Regions from separate parts of the Zea mays genome. Here region 1 is linked to region 2. The links are chromatin contacts, called in public Hi-C maps. All regions are on one chromosome and are shown on one strand. Each heading gives the region's core, a stretch centred on a gene start, on an enhancer-like site or on the middle of the called end of the contact. The rest is flanking DNA. Distances are from core to core; before and after follow the strand shown. Region 1 overlaps LOC100383753. Region 2 holds the start of LOC103634024 (transcription factor bHLH30).

The links. Hi-C and Micro-C count contacts between places; a contact is called where the count stands out from the background.
Region 1: a contact with region 2 is called in a Hi-C map of tassel, with 3 times the contacts expected there. The contact joins the enhancer-like site here to the promoter of LOC103634024 in region 2. A contact is called at or near these places in 2 of 25 Hi-C or Micro-C datasets (leaf and tassel).

Annotation. Positions count from the first base shown.
Region 1 is chr1:37,152,533-37,158,668 of Zm-B73-REFERENCE-NAM-5.0, reverse strand. It overlaps LOC100383753, which reads left to right. Exons shown (of 20, transcript NM_001362129.1): 18 at 30-165; 19 at 260-364; 20 at 436-1,009. The coding sequence ends at 636. Among protein-coding and RNA genes, the nearest start is that of LOC100383753, 16 kb to the left of the region's middle. Within about 2 kb of position 2,343, at least 20 of the 20 cell types and tissues checked have an H3K27ac peak or open chromatin away from gene starts, as enhancers often do. A contact at or near this core is called in leaf and tassel, where this site is marked.
Region 2 is chr1:36,858,023-36,863,749 of Zm-B73-REFERENCE-NAM-5.0, reverse strand. LOC103634024 (transcription factor bHLH30) reads right to left here and starts at 2,968. Exons shown (of 2, transcript XM_008655660.3): 1 at 1,765-2,968; 2 at 1-891. The coding sequence starts at 2,403. The coding sequence ends at 355.

The DNA.
Region 1 (6,136 bases), core at 1,094-3,593, 300 kb before region 2:
CTCACTAGTTCTTGTTCGTCTTTATGCAGATACTATGGTGATATACTTCGTTCTCTGCATAATTTGTTTAGTAACTCAGAATCAGATGATGCAGTAAGAGATAACGCTGCTGGTGCTATTGCTAGGATGATAATGGTGCAGCCTCAGTCGATTCCTCTCAACCAGGTTTGAACAACATTGCAGTTAGTATGTTTGGACAGCTTCATGTTTCAGATTCAAGAGTGTAAGCGTGTAATAAATGTTTGATTCATTCTTATAGGTTCTTCCAGTTTTTATCAAAGCTTTGCCACTAAAAGAAGATCATGAAGAATCAATGACTGTCTATGGTTGCGTCTGCGGTTTATTATTATCATCACATCCCCAGGTGATTCTTGAACCAGATGTCCATTATCGGTCTATATTCATTTGCCAGACCTAACTCTTTTTGTGTTGCAGATCCTCCCTCTGGTGCCTGACGTCATACATGTCTTTGCCCAAGTGGTGGTATCCCCAGATGAGAGCGATGAAGTGAAAACAAATATTGGCAAGGCTATTTCTCACTTGATATCTGTCTATGGCCAGCAAATGCAGCCAATACTGAGTGCCCTTCCACCAGCCCATGCAAACGCGCTGGCTTCATTTGCGAGTAGAAGATGACCTTGGAGGACCAGCTTTTCTTTGGTTCCTTGTTCTGCTTGATTTTGTTTTGGTTTTGTCGACGATTGCCATTTTCTGAGGATCTGGTCACATGGATCAGGCCAGATGGGAGTGCTTGCATTGCACATTGGCAAGGGCGAGCGGAGTTGTCAGGTTGGCGCATGATTGATTATATGGTGAGCTTGGTTTCTCTTTGAGATACATAGTTGTGCTTGCTTTGGAGCCCTGTACGGTTATGAGTGCCTGCCTGTATTCAGGTTCCGGATTTGGTTATTTATGCTCTTGTTTTTTATATTTTTTTGCCTGTATTTGCAATTCATTGATTGCTGTTGTATATAGAAGAGAGTTTTAAATAGAGAGAATGTACGACTCTGCAACTGGCAAATTTTGTATACATACTGCTCATACCACTTGCTAATGTTCGTCCGGATTGCGTACCTTGTGCCCAAGTTGGAAAAAAGGCGCTCCTTGTGCCGCCAATAGGAAATCATGGAAGCGGGGAAAGAAAGCAAAAGTACAGATACCACTGGAAAGCTAAAATAATTACAGGAATGATCCAGTACAATGTGAGCAGCGTGGCCATGCGTCGATCCTTAGTGCGGTTGCGCTATGCTGGTTTGGGAAAGTTTTGTTTCTTATTCGAGCACACGCTTGATTTATGTTACTGTGTGGTGATGAATGATTGTTGAGATGATCAAGTTTTTTTGGTTGGGGTTAGAGATTATTGTGTCTGTGTGGTTATGAAGATGGTTTAAGGGCTTGGATACGTGCAATATAAAACATCTCTGTTAGGTGATTCGGACTATTTGACATTTGACATAGAAGTTTGAAATAAGGGATGTGATATAAGATCTGCTTAGAGCTTGTTTTTTTAGGTTTCACTATTTTTTCTTGAGAGGGTTAGACAGAATTCCACACGGAGTGTATTTTAAAATATAGAACTTTAACATTGAAAACTACCCCAATAGAGGTCCTATTTCATAAAAAAGGTCAAATAATTATAGGACTCGTCTTATGTTGTGTTTTGCCATCGTGTTGCGTTTTCACCCAGGGTTGCGTGTTTAGGCTCAGTTTGAAATCTTTATAGCTAAAAGTTAGTTGCTAAAATTAGCAGTAGAGGTTCCAAATACCTCTGTCTAATTGTTAACCAAACACACATAAGACTCCCCCTTAATTATATGTAGCCACCGATTAACATGTGTACTCTTTCGGAATGTCTACGATCTTTGTGAGTGCTGCAGCTAGATACAAAACTAAATGAAATTAAATTCGTCTTTCTCAGTCTTTCTGTGTCCTTTACTTATTGACGAAGGATTACTCAGGGACGACAGCAGTGGTCGCTGTCGCCGTCGCTGTCCGTGTGCTCCACGATCGACTCTTTGGACCAAGGTGATTTGATCAGCAAAAGCCCGATCCAGTGCTAGCTAAAGGTCGACCGATAATACCATCAATCATAGGATCGGATCGGGTCCTTTCCTGCCTGCTCGCTCGCCTGCCTTTTAACCTAGTAGTAGTAGATTTTAAGCTTGGTCGACTGGTCTTGTACTCTTGTTCCCTCTCTCTCTTTCCTTAATCAACTTTTGTTTCCATGTATATATGCCGGTGAGGCAGTGAAGAAACAACGCACCGGCGAAAACCGGCACTAATCTTGGCCCTGGTCGGACGGCGTCGGCGCGCGGCCAACCCCGCGCTGACACGCACAGGCGGACAGCAGGACGACGCGGGCCGGCACGATCTCGGCCGGATCCGCGCCCTCGGAGCCCCCCTGCCCGCCCACTACCCCCTAAAAAAAGCCTACGGCACCGCCATTTTTGGCATCCCGGCCCGGCGCCGGCCGCGGCCATGTGCGCCCGCCTCCGGCCGGCAAAGACGCCTAGCTACCTACACCGCCCGCTAGTAGCTTTGGGGATCGGTAGACGAACAAAACGCGCTAGGCCCCGAGCTAGCTAGCTGCTGTCTGCTGGCTCCGCGCGTGCATTTCTCTCGATCTCGTCCCATTGGCCGGCTGGCGGCTGGCCGAGACCATTCGGCGGCGCCTGGACCAGGGACTGCTTGTCGCACCCCCGAACAGTGGCCAGTGCACACGTACGGCGGCGTGCCTCTTTTTTTTAGCTAGGATCACCAGGCGCGCCTTTGTGGGTACGTCCGGTCGTGGAACGAACCTAGCTAGCACGACGGGGACGAGCTATTTTCTTGATAGAAATTAAGGTGACAATGTATGTAGCAGCTAGCTAGCACACTAGCAGTGAGGTGAGTGACACTGCCGCGCTTATTTGTACCGCTGCTAGACTGCTGCCTAGTTCGCGTACGTGTCTATGGACAGCGCACACGTACACGTACATCCGATTCTCCAAGTACGCCTGCGCTCCCTCAGTCCCTCGTTACGCTACCTTTCTTTTTCTCTGTTATTTTTAGTACATGCTTTCATTCTCTTGATCTTGACCGAACAAAAGTAGCTGCCCACTTTGGATTCCGAGTCATATACATTATTACTTGCATGCATGAACCATGCACCTATACGTATATTATATATATACCCCCTCCGTCCGTCACTTCGTCCTAGTAAAACTTAATTAGGTTTCACTATATTTATAAAAAATATTACTAATATTTATATCTTTATAAATAACCTTATTATAAAAATATATTTAACAATGTTTCTGTTGGTGCCGATCTGAACGCCAAACACTGAAACGAACCATCTGGCAGTGCTTTCTGCGTAGACGCGGACGGTCCGCGGCGTAGTGAAAGTCGCCTAGAGGGAGGGGGTGAATAGGAAAATCTGAAATTTATAAAGTTTGAGCACAACTACAAGCCGAGGTTAGCGTTAGAAATATAATCAAGTCCGAAAGAGAGGGCGAAAACAAATCACAAGCAAATAAGGCGGATGGCACGGTGATTTGTTTTACCGAGGTTCGATTCTTGCAAACCTACTCCCCGTTGAGGTGGTCACAAAGACCGGGTCTCTTTCAACCCTTTTCCCTCTCTCACACGGTCACCTAGACCGAGTGAGCTTCTCTTCTCAATCAATCGGGACACTAAGTCCCCACAAGGACCACCACACAATTGGTGTCTCTTGCCTTGATTAGAATTGAGTTGGAAACGAGAAAGAAAGAAGAAGAAAAGTGAAAGGGAATTAGGCTTACACCTAGTCCCTAATTAATTTTGGTGGTTGAATTGCCCAACACAAATAATTGGACTAACTAGCTTGCCCAAGTGTATAGAATATACAGGTGTAAAAGGTTCACACTCAGCCAATAAAAAGACCAAGTTTTGGATTCAACAAAGGAGCAAAAGGGCAACCGAAGGCACCCCTGATCTGGCGCACCGGACTGTCCGGTGTGCCACCTGACATGTCCGGTGCACCAGGGGGACTCAGACTCAAACTCGCCACCTTCGGGAATTCCCTGAGGCGACTCGGCTATAATTCACCGGACTGTCCGGTGTACACCGGACTGTCCGGTGTACACCGGACAGTGTCCGGTGTACACCGGACAGTGTCCGGTGCGCCAAGGGAGGTCGGCCTCAGGAACTCGCCAGCTTCGGGAAACTCCAACGGCTAGTCCACTATAATTCACCGGACTGTCCGGTGTGCACCGGACTGTCCGGTGCGACTCCGAAGCAACGGCTATCTCCGCGCCAACGGCTCTCTGCGGAGCAATAAATGCGCGCGCAGGAGTCAGAATCGCCCATGCTGGCACACCGGACAGCAAACAGTACATGTCCGGTGTGCACCGGACACCCAGGCGGGCCCACAAGTCAGAAGCTCCAACGGTCAGAATCCAACGGTAGTGATGACGTGGCAGGGGGCACCGGACTGTCCGGTGTGCACCGGACTGTCCGGTGCGCCATCGAGCAGACAGCCTCCCAACGGCCAAATTTGGTGGTTGGGGCTATAAATACCCCAACCACCCCACCATTCATTGCATCCAAGTTTTCTACTTCCCAACCACTACAAGAGCTCTAGCATTCAATTCGAGACACACCTAAGAGATCAAATCCTCTCCATATTCCACACAACGCCCTAGTGACTAGTGAGAGTGATTTGCTTGTGTTCTTTTGAGCTCTTGCGCTTGGATTGCTTCTTTTCTTTCTCACTCGTTCTTGTGATCAAAACTCCATTGTAATCAAGGCAAGAGGCACCAATTGTGTGGTGGCCCTTGCGGGGAAGTTTTGTTCCCGACTTTGATTTGAGAAGAGAAGCTCACTCGGTCCGAGGGACCGTTTGAGAGAGGGAAGGGTTGAAAGAGACCCGGCCTTTGTGGCCTCCTCAACGGGGAGTAGGTTTGAGAGAACCGAACCTCGGTAAAACAAATCCGTGTGTCACACTTCATTTACTCGCGATTTGTTTTGCGCCCTCTCTCGCGGACTCGTTTATATTTCTAACGCTAACCCGGCTTGTAGTTGTGTTTATATTTGTAAATTTCAGTTTCGCCCTATTCACCCCCCTCTAGGCGACTTTCAATTGGTATCGGAGCCCGGTGCTTCATTAGAGCCTAACCGCTCGAAGTGATGTCGGGAGATCACGCCAAGAAGGAGATGGAGACCGGCGAAAAGCCCACTACAAGCCACGGGAGCACTTCATCGGAAGAGTCCCGCACCAAGAGGAAGGAGAAGAAGAAGGACTCCTCCAAACGGAAGGAGAAAAAGTCTTCCTCTTCTCACCACAAAGAGAAGAAGGAAAAATCTTCTTCCCACAAGCCGCATCGGAAAGGCGACAAGCACAAGAGGATGAGGAAAGTGGTCTACTACGAGACCGACACTTCATCAACATCAACCTCCGACTTCGATGCGCCCTCCGTCACTTCTAAGCGCCAAGAGCGCAAGAAGTATAGTAAGATCCCCCTACACTACCCTCGCATTTCCAAACATACACCTTTACTTTCCGTCCCATTAGGCAAACCACCAACTTTTGATGGTGAAGATTACGCTAGGTGGAGCGATTTAATGCGATTTCATCTAACCTCGCTCCACAAAAGTATATGGGATGTTGTTGAGTTTGGTGCACAGGTACCGTCAGTAGGGGACAAGGACTATGATGAGGATGAGGTGGCCCAAATCGAGCACTTCAACTCTCAAGCAACAACAATACTCCTCGCCTCTCTAAGTAGAGAGGAGTATAACAAAGTACAAGGGTTGAAGAGCGCCAAGGAGATTTGGGATGTGCTCAAAACCGCGCACGAGGGAGACGAGCTCACCAAGATCACCAAGCGGGAAACGATCGAGGGGGGGCTCGGTCGGTTCCGGCTTCGCAAAGGGGAGGAGCCACAACACATGTACAACCGGCTCAAGACCTTGGTGAATCAAGTGCGCAACCTCGGGAGCGTAAAGTGGGATGACCACGAGATGGTTAAGGTTATTCTAAGATCTCTTATTTTCCTTAACCCTACTCAAGTTCAATTAATCCGTGGTAATCCTAGATATACTAAAATGACCCCCGAGGAAGTTATCGGGAATTTTGTAAGTTTTGAGTGCATGATCGAAGGCTCGAGGAAGATCA
Region 2 (5,727 bases), core at 1,719-4,218:
CAACACTATCAGGTAACAGGCTAACAGCAGCTTACATGTATTGGATTGATGAGGATATCCCATGCGTGCAGAGACACAGTACCGATTGATATCAATACATAATAAGAAAGGAAGACACTATAGATAAATAAACGAAAATATTTTTAAAAAAAATAATAGCCGTGGTTGCTGGCAACCGGCAAGCATGCATTATCCATACGTAGCTAGCTAGCTAGTTGCGGCATTGCATGCATGAGTACTATGATCAACTATGAGAGATTGGGGAGGTTTACGGTGTTTGTTTCTACTGTCGTTTCGTTTCGTTTCGTTTTTGCACATCTCATCAAGTGGTGTGGTGGATATATGTGTTAGCTTCTAGATGGACCTGTTCTCTAGGATGGCCGAGAGGCTCGTCATGCGCTGCCGCTTGAGCCCGGCGGCGCCCCCTGTGGATGCCGCGGCCGCTCCCGACTCCTCGGCGGCCGCCGACGCCGTGCGCTCCATGACGGCGCGCAGGGCCTCCTGGATGGACGCGACCGTGCGCTGCGGCGACATGGGCGCCTCCTCCTCCTCCTCCTCCCGCTGGCCGTCATGGGCGCTGCTGTCGTCGTCGGCGGTGATGAGGAGCACGTTCTTGACGCGGCCGCCGAGGGTGGTGATCTCGGCCTTGAGCGCGCGCAGGCGGAGCGCCTTGAGCGCGCGGACGAGGTCCGGCAGCAGGTCGGCGCGGTCGTCGCAGCAGAGCGACGCGCGCACGACGAGGCGGCCGTCCTCGTCGCTGCCCGCGTCGACGGTGAGCTCGTCGGACTCGGTGGGGAGCGGGCACGCCTCCTCCTCCGTGATCTCCGACGTCTGCCGCTTCAGCTCCTTCACGTGCTGGATCACCTCCGCCAGCAGCGACGCCTTGTCTGTCTGCAGCATGCATGTACGTGACGTGACACGCGCACGCATATGATCGATCCGGTATGAGTAAATCGCAAGGAAAGCAACTAACGCTAGCTAAACAGAAAGAAAGACCACGCAGCACGTGGTTGCCAGAATGATGATGAGAGGAGAATTAGTATGCGGTGTACGCATGCAGATGCCGGCCGAAAGGAGGCCATGCGTGCCGTGGGTATGCATGCTTCCGATTCTTTTGTACCTACATGTTCTGCTATCGCGCCTACCTACCTGGGGTCAAACGCATGCGCCTACTACTACACTGACTAAGCTGTACAGTTTGTGGTGCACTAAAAGAACTAGTAACAGTACAGCACGAGGAGTACTGTACAGTATACTCCTATTTGGGATGCAGGTTCTGCAGAGGATCAGGTGCTCGGATCCTTGGGGGGCGACTGTTGCTTGGGCGGTAACCCGGACGGAGGATCTCTCGAGATGGGCAGTCTTTTGTTTATCTTTGCTGGCACTGTTCATGTCCGAGACTGACACGAGGTCGCGCGTGTTTGTCTCTCCTCGGACTCGGAGAGGCCGGCAGTAACCTCCCGCATCGCGAGCTCTCTGTTCCCTTCCCGGTCTCTCTTTTCCGCGTCAACTAGGCGGCTCCCTCCCTCCCCATGTCTCCTAGTACTACTACATACCTCAGCCCTACACTACACCTGCGCTAGCTAGTGTACGTAGTGCTATCGGATGGAGAGCCAGCAGCTAGATAGCTAGCAGCACTAGTAGTGGAGTTCGCGCGCGCGCACGCGGAGACGTACACACGCGTAGCAAGTTGCATTCGTACGTAGTAATAGATCACTCGATCCGCGCGTGTGTAATGTCGTCGATTATTATTAGTATTAGTACCTTGGTTGTGTTGGGCAGGAGGCTGCGGAGGCGCGCGAGGTGCGCGTTGATGCGCTCGCGGCGCCTGCGCTCGGCCTCGCTGTGGCTCCTGGACGCGGCCAGCGCCTTGGCGTCCATGATCTCCTGCGCGGTCATCCGGCCAAAGTCCCCGAACGGCAACGACGACGCGAAGGGCGGGGGCATCATCATCATCCCGGAGCCGCCGCCCGCCATGTAGAGGCCGAGTGGGTCCGACGACGTGGACGGGCCGCCGCCTGGATGGTGGTGATCGTACGCGAGCTGGAGCGCGCGCCGCGCGTACAAGTCGGCGAAGAAGGGCGGCGGTGTCGGGGGGAGCGGCGGCAGAGGCGGGAAGAACGGGGGCTGCTGGCCTCCGCCGACGTCGTTGCTGCTGTTGTGGTGGTGCTGTGGCGGCCAGCAGAAGATCTGCGGCGGCGCCATGGTCGCTGCACTCACGCTTCCCAGGCTACTGCTCGCCGCCTGACCGCCGCCATCTCCTGCTCCTTGCTCCACCACTACTCCGCTAGTGGCACCGCCACCGCAGGCCCTGGACTGGTGCTCGAGATCCTCGTCGTCGTCGTGGACGAGCACTTCGACTTCCTGGCGGCGGCGGCGGTGGTGGTCGCCGTGACCACCCATCGACCGTCGATCCGATTGGAGGAGAGGAGCTAGCTAGCAGCTGCTGCTGGCTAGGGGAATAAGGTTGCGGCGTGCTCCAACGTATACAACGTAGTACTACGTTTAATTGGCGTGGAAGCGAGATGGACGGATGCTTCTCCTGGTACTGGTAGGGCTAGCTTTTGTATAGGGTTGTGTCATGTGGCAGCATGATGCGCCTTTCGGCCTTTTTGTCTTTCGCTTATGATCTCGCCCGGCCTCGCAAGAATCATGGCGACCTCCCCCTGGCCTGTGATCACACAGAGACATAGAGCAAAAGGCCTCGCTTTTTTTTTTGTGGTTCTCTCGCTTGAATTCGCTCCCGGTGCCGGTGGCCCTCCAGACGACCTGACCTGCGATACCATTACTTGGCTGCCACGCCTTTCGATGGCCCTGTGGGGGCAAAGGCTAGTAGGGTAATATAATTACTATAGGCTGGAGCAACGGAGACATGAGAGGGAAAAGGGCGTGTAAATGGAGCTGGTCGATCAGGCATTCAGGCCTGGAACGGGACCAAAAAGGGGACGCGTTCGACCCGACGGAGGGTGGCCAGGACGTACTACGGGAGAGAAGAAAGAACTAGTGCCATGCATGTGTGTGTATGTGTGGATGCCTGACTGAACGCCTGCCGGTCAAGGCCCATGTTATGCAGCAGAGCGAGCGAGCGAGCGAGAACCAGCACCCGTCGTCCACTTTACGAATCCACGCCTCCCCGCGCGACACAATCATTGTGTCTTGGAATACACTCCTCGCCGCCCGGCCGGCCTGCAGCTAGCGGCAGAGACACAGAGAGAGAGACTATAGTACGAGTAGACGGATTTGTCACTCTAATCCGGCGTGGGCGCAGGATTGAGGAAGACAGGATCCGCGCCAAAGGGCAGGCTAATGCCACTAATGACGCCACTCATCCATCCGCGCCACGGTTATCAAGTGGTTTCAAATCTCGGCCCATGATTACGAGGCCCGCGCTCCCTCCTCCGATCCGCGCGCGCGCGCTCTAGGCAGTTAGCTAGCGAGGTCGCGAGGAGCTAAGCGAGCGAATGGGGACGGAGCATGGCTGCATGAGATCCAGCTGCCCGACCCCTGCGTGCCGGCGCCATGATGCGCACCGCCCTGCCGCGCGACGCGCGTCGTCGACGACACGATCATCATGCTGCTGTGCCGCTCCGCTCCGCGCGCCCGGCCGGCGAACGAGGCGCGGGGAGCGGGCGACAAGTGGAGCAGCTAGCCTCGTTCCGCACCCCCGGCCCAGACAGATATCGCGTCCCCGGTCCCTTCCCCGCGCCTTCGTGATTGCGTTCGTACGCCGGCACTGCGCCCGCACCTGGCGGCCGGCCGGCCGGCCGGGGAGCGGGAGCGGACGGAGACGGAGGAAGCACTGCACGCAGCACGCAGCACGCGACGACCACCGAAGCGGGTTCAGAACACGATTCAGGTTGCCGCTGGCTGCACCCTTGGGCCACACGCGCGTCATGCGACGTGGTGGTGACGACGCGCCCCAGCCGAGCGCGCGCCTGGCAGTTTCAGAGCGCGGGGGAGACTGGCCGTGGCCGGCAGAGGCAAAAACGGCCGGCGGGAACTCATCATGGCGCCGCTCGGCCGCATTCACTCTGCCCCTGTTTGGGCTTGCTCCCTGCCTTCCTGCTCGTAGCGCTGGCACGTCGGCGCGCCCTCGCTGCTGCTGACGCTGTGCTACAGTGTCCAGTCCAGAGTATTCATGTTTTCGCGTAGAGTGAGTACGCATCATCACGGGAAATTAAAAGGATCGGACGATCCTTAGCAGTCATTCGGACGGACGGCCGGCCACAGTCTCCACACTGTAGTTCCTTTTTGCCCCGCTCTGTACTTTCCCTTTGCCAAAATGGGATGTGTGAAGTTGGCCTCATCAGAAACGTGCAAATCCGGAATGAGATGGGGTAACAGGCAGCAAGCTGTGTCTGTGCCGACTGTCCGTGCGCCAGTCGGCAGTGAGCATCGGTGCTGATGTAGGCGATACGGGAGATCGACGGGCCGGGAGGAGTTCGCATGCAGCCTCTTTCACAGTTATCGAATCGTCACGTCCACACCTCTTGGGCGTCTGCTTCAGCTCCGGCAGCCACCTAGTTGGAGGCAGGGCCGTTCCTGACTTTTCAGGGGCCCAGTGCGAAATTCGATATGGTAGACCCATCCACACACAAATATATATAATTATATCGAATATTTGACGTATAAAATTTATTATGCACTTTTTTGATGTTTTTAAGATAACAAATGTAAAATATAGCCAAAAACACTTACTTCTCATCTGATATCATTAAAAATATCTTCTAACATTTTGTGATACGAAGTCATCACTTATATCGTTGAGATCAATTTCATACAACAACTTTTTTCGATATATAGAATCGCCAAGCCATTTAACCTCTCTTAAGTTATTATTGACCATAAATAGTCCACAAAAACATTTCAATTTTAAAAAGCTTCTCTTTGACGATGCAACCATCATGTGTATAGTAAATAATACTCTCTATATATCAAAATAAAATTCGTTTTGCTTCTTTAGTGGATTTATCATCATCTAGTTGAATATAAATATAAAAATCAAGAGCTAAAATAAATACTATTTTGAAACGAATGGAGTATTCGATAAGCCATTGAGACATTAGTTTAACAATCCAAACAAGATTGATTGATAGCACATCGTTCATTGCGTATTTTGTCTAGAATAGATAGGTTTAATAAGAAAAAGTGCTAGCGTCTAGTGCCTAGGGCCCTCTGATTTTGGGGGCCCGGTGCGGCAGCACCTTCGGCACCCCCACAGGAACGGCCCTGGTTGGAGGATGGATGAGGTCTCGGCGGTCGACATCTGTCAGACGTCGTCCTAGCGTGCCAACTTGGAGCTGCGGATACCACCACCGTGCCCCGACCACTCAGTCGGTAGCAGAGTTGCCTTCGGCAGCTCACACCACTGCGGTCGGTGCAGAACGCTCCCCCAGCTGTTCGACGTAGACTGTGGACAATGACACATTGACACCTCCGCCAAGTGCGCCTTGGAGAAGAACTTCACGAAGGATGTGGTGCGTAAGAGGGCCTCCGTGCTTGATTCATGAGTAGCCCGAGCTATGGCCTATAACGACGGCTATAAAGTTCCAAATGGACCGTACCAGACGGGCCGCGGCCCATTAACTGCTCTGGTCCGGCTGATCTGTGTGTGCCTGAGTCCATGTTAGGCACTACGCGAGATTATGAAATTTTTTGACTTGGTATGTATTAAAATCCACATAATTCCCTCCAATTCATATGGATTCTAATAACACCGAGCAAGCT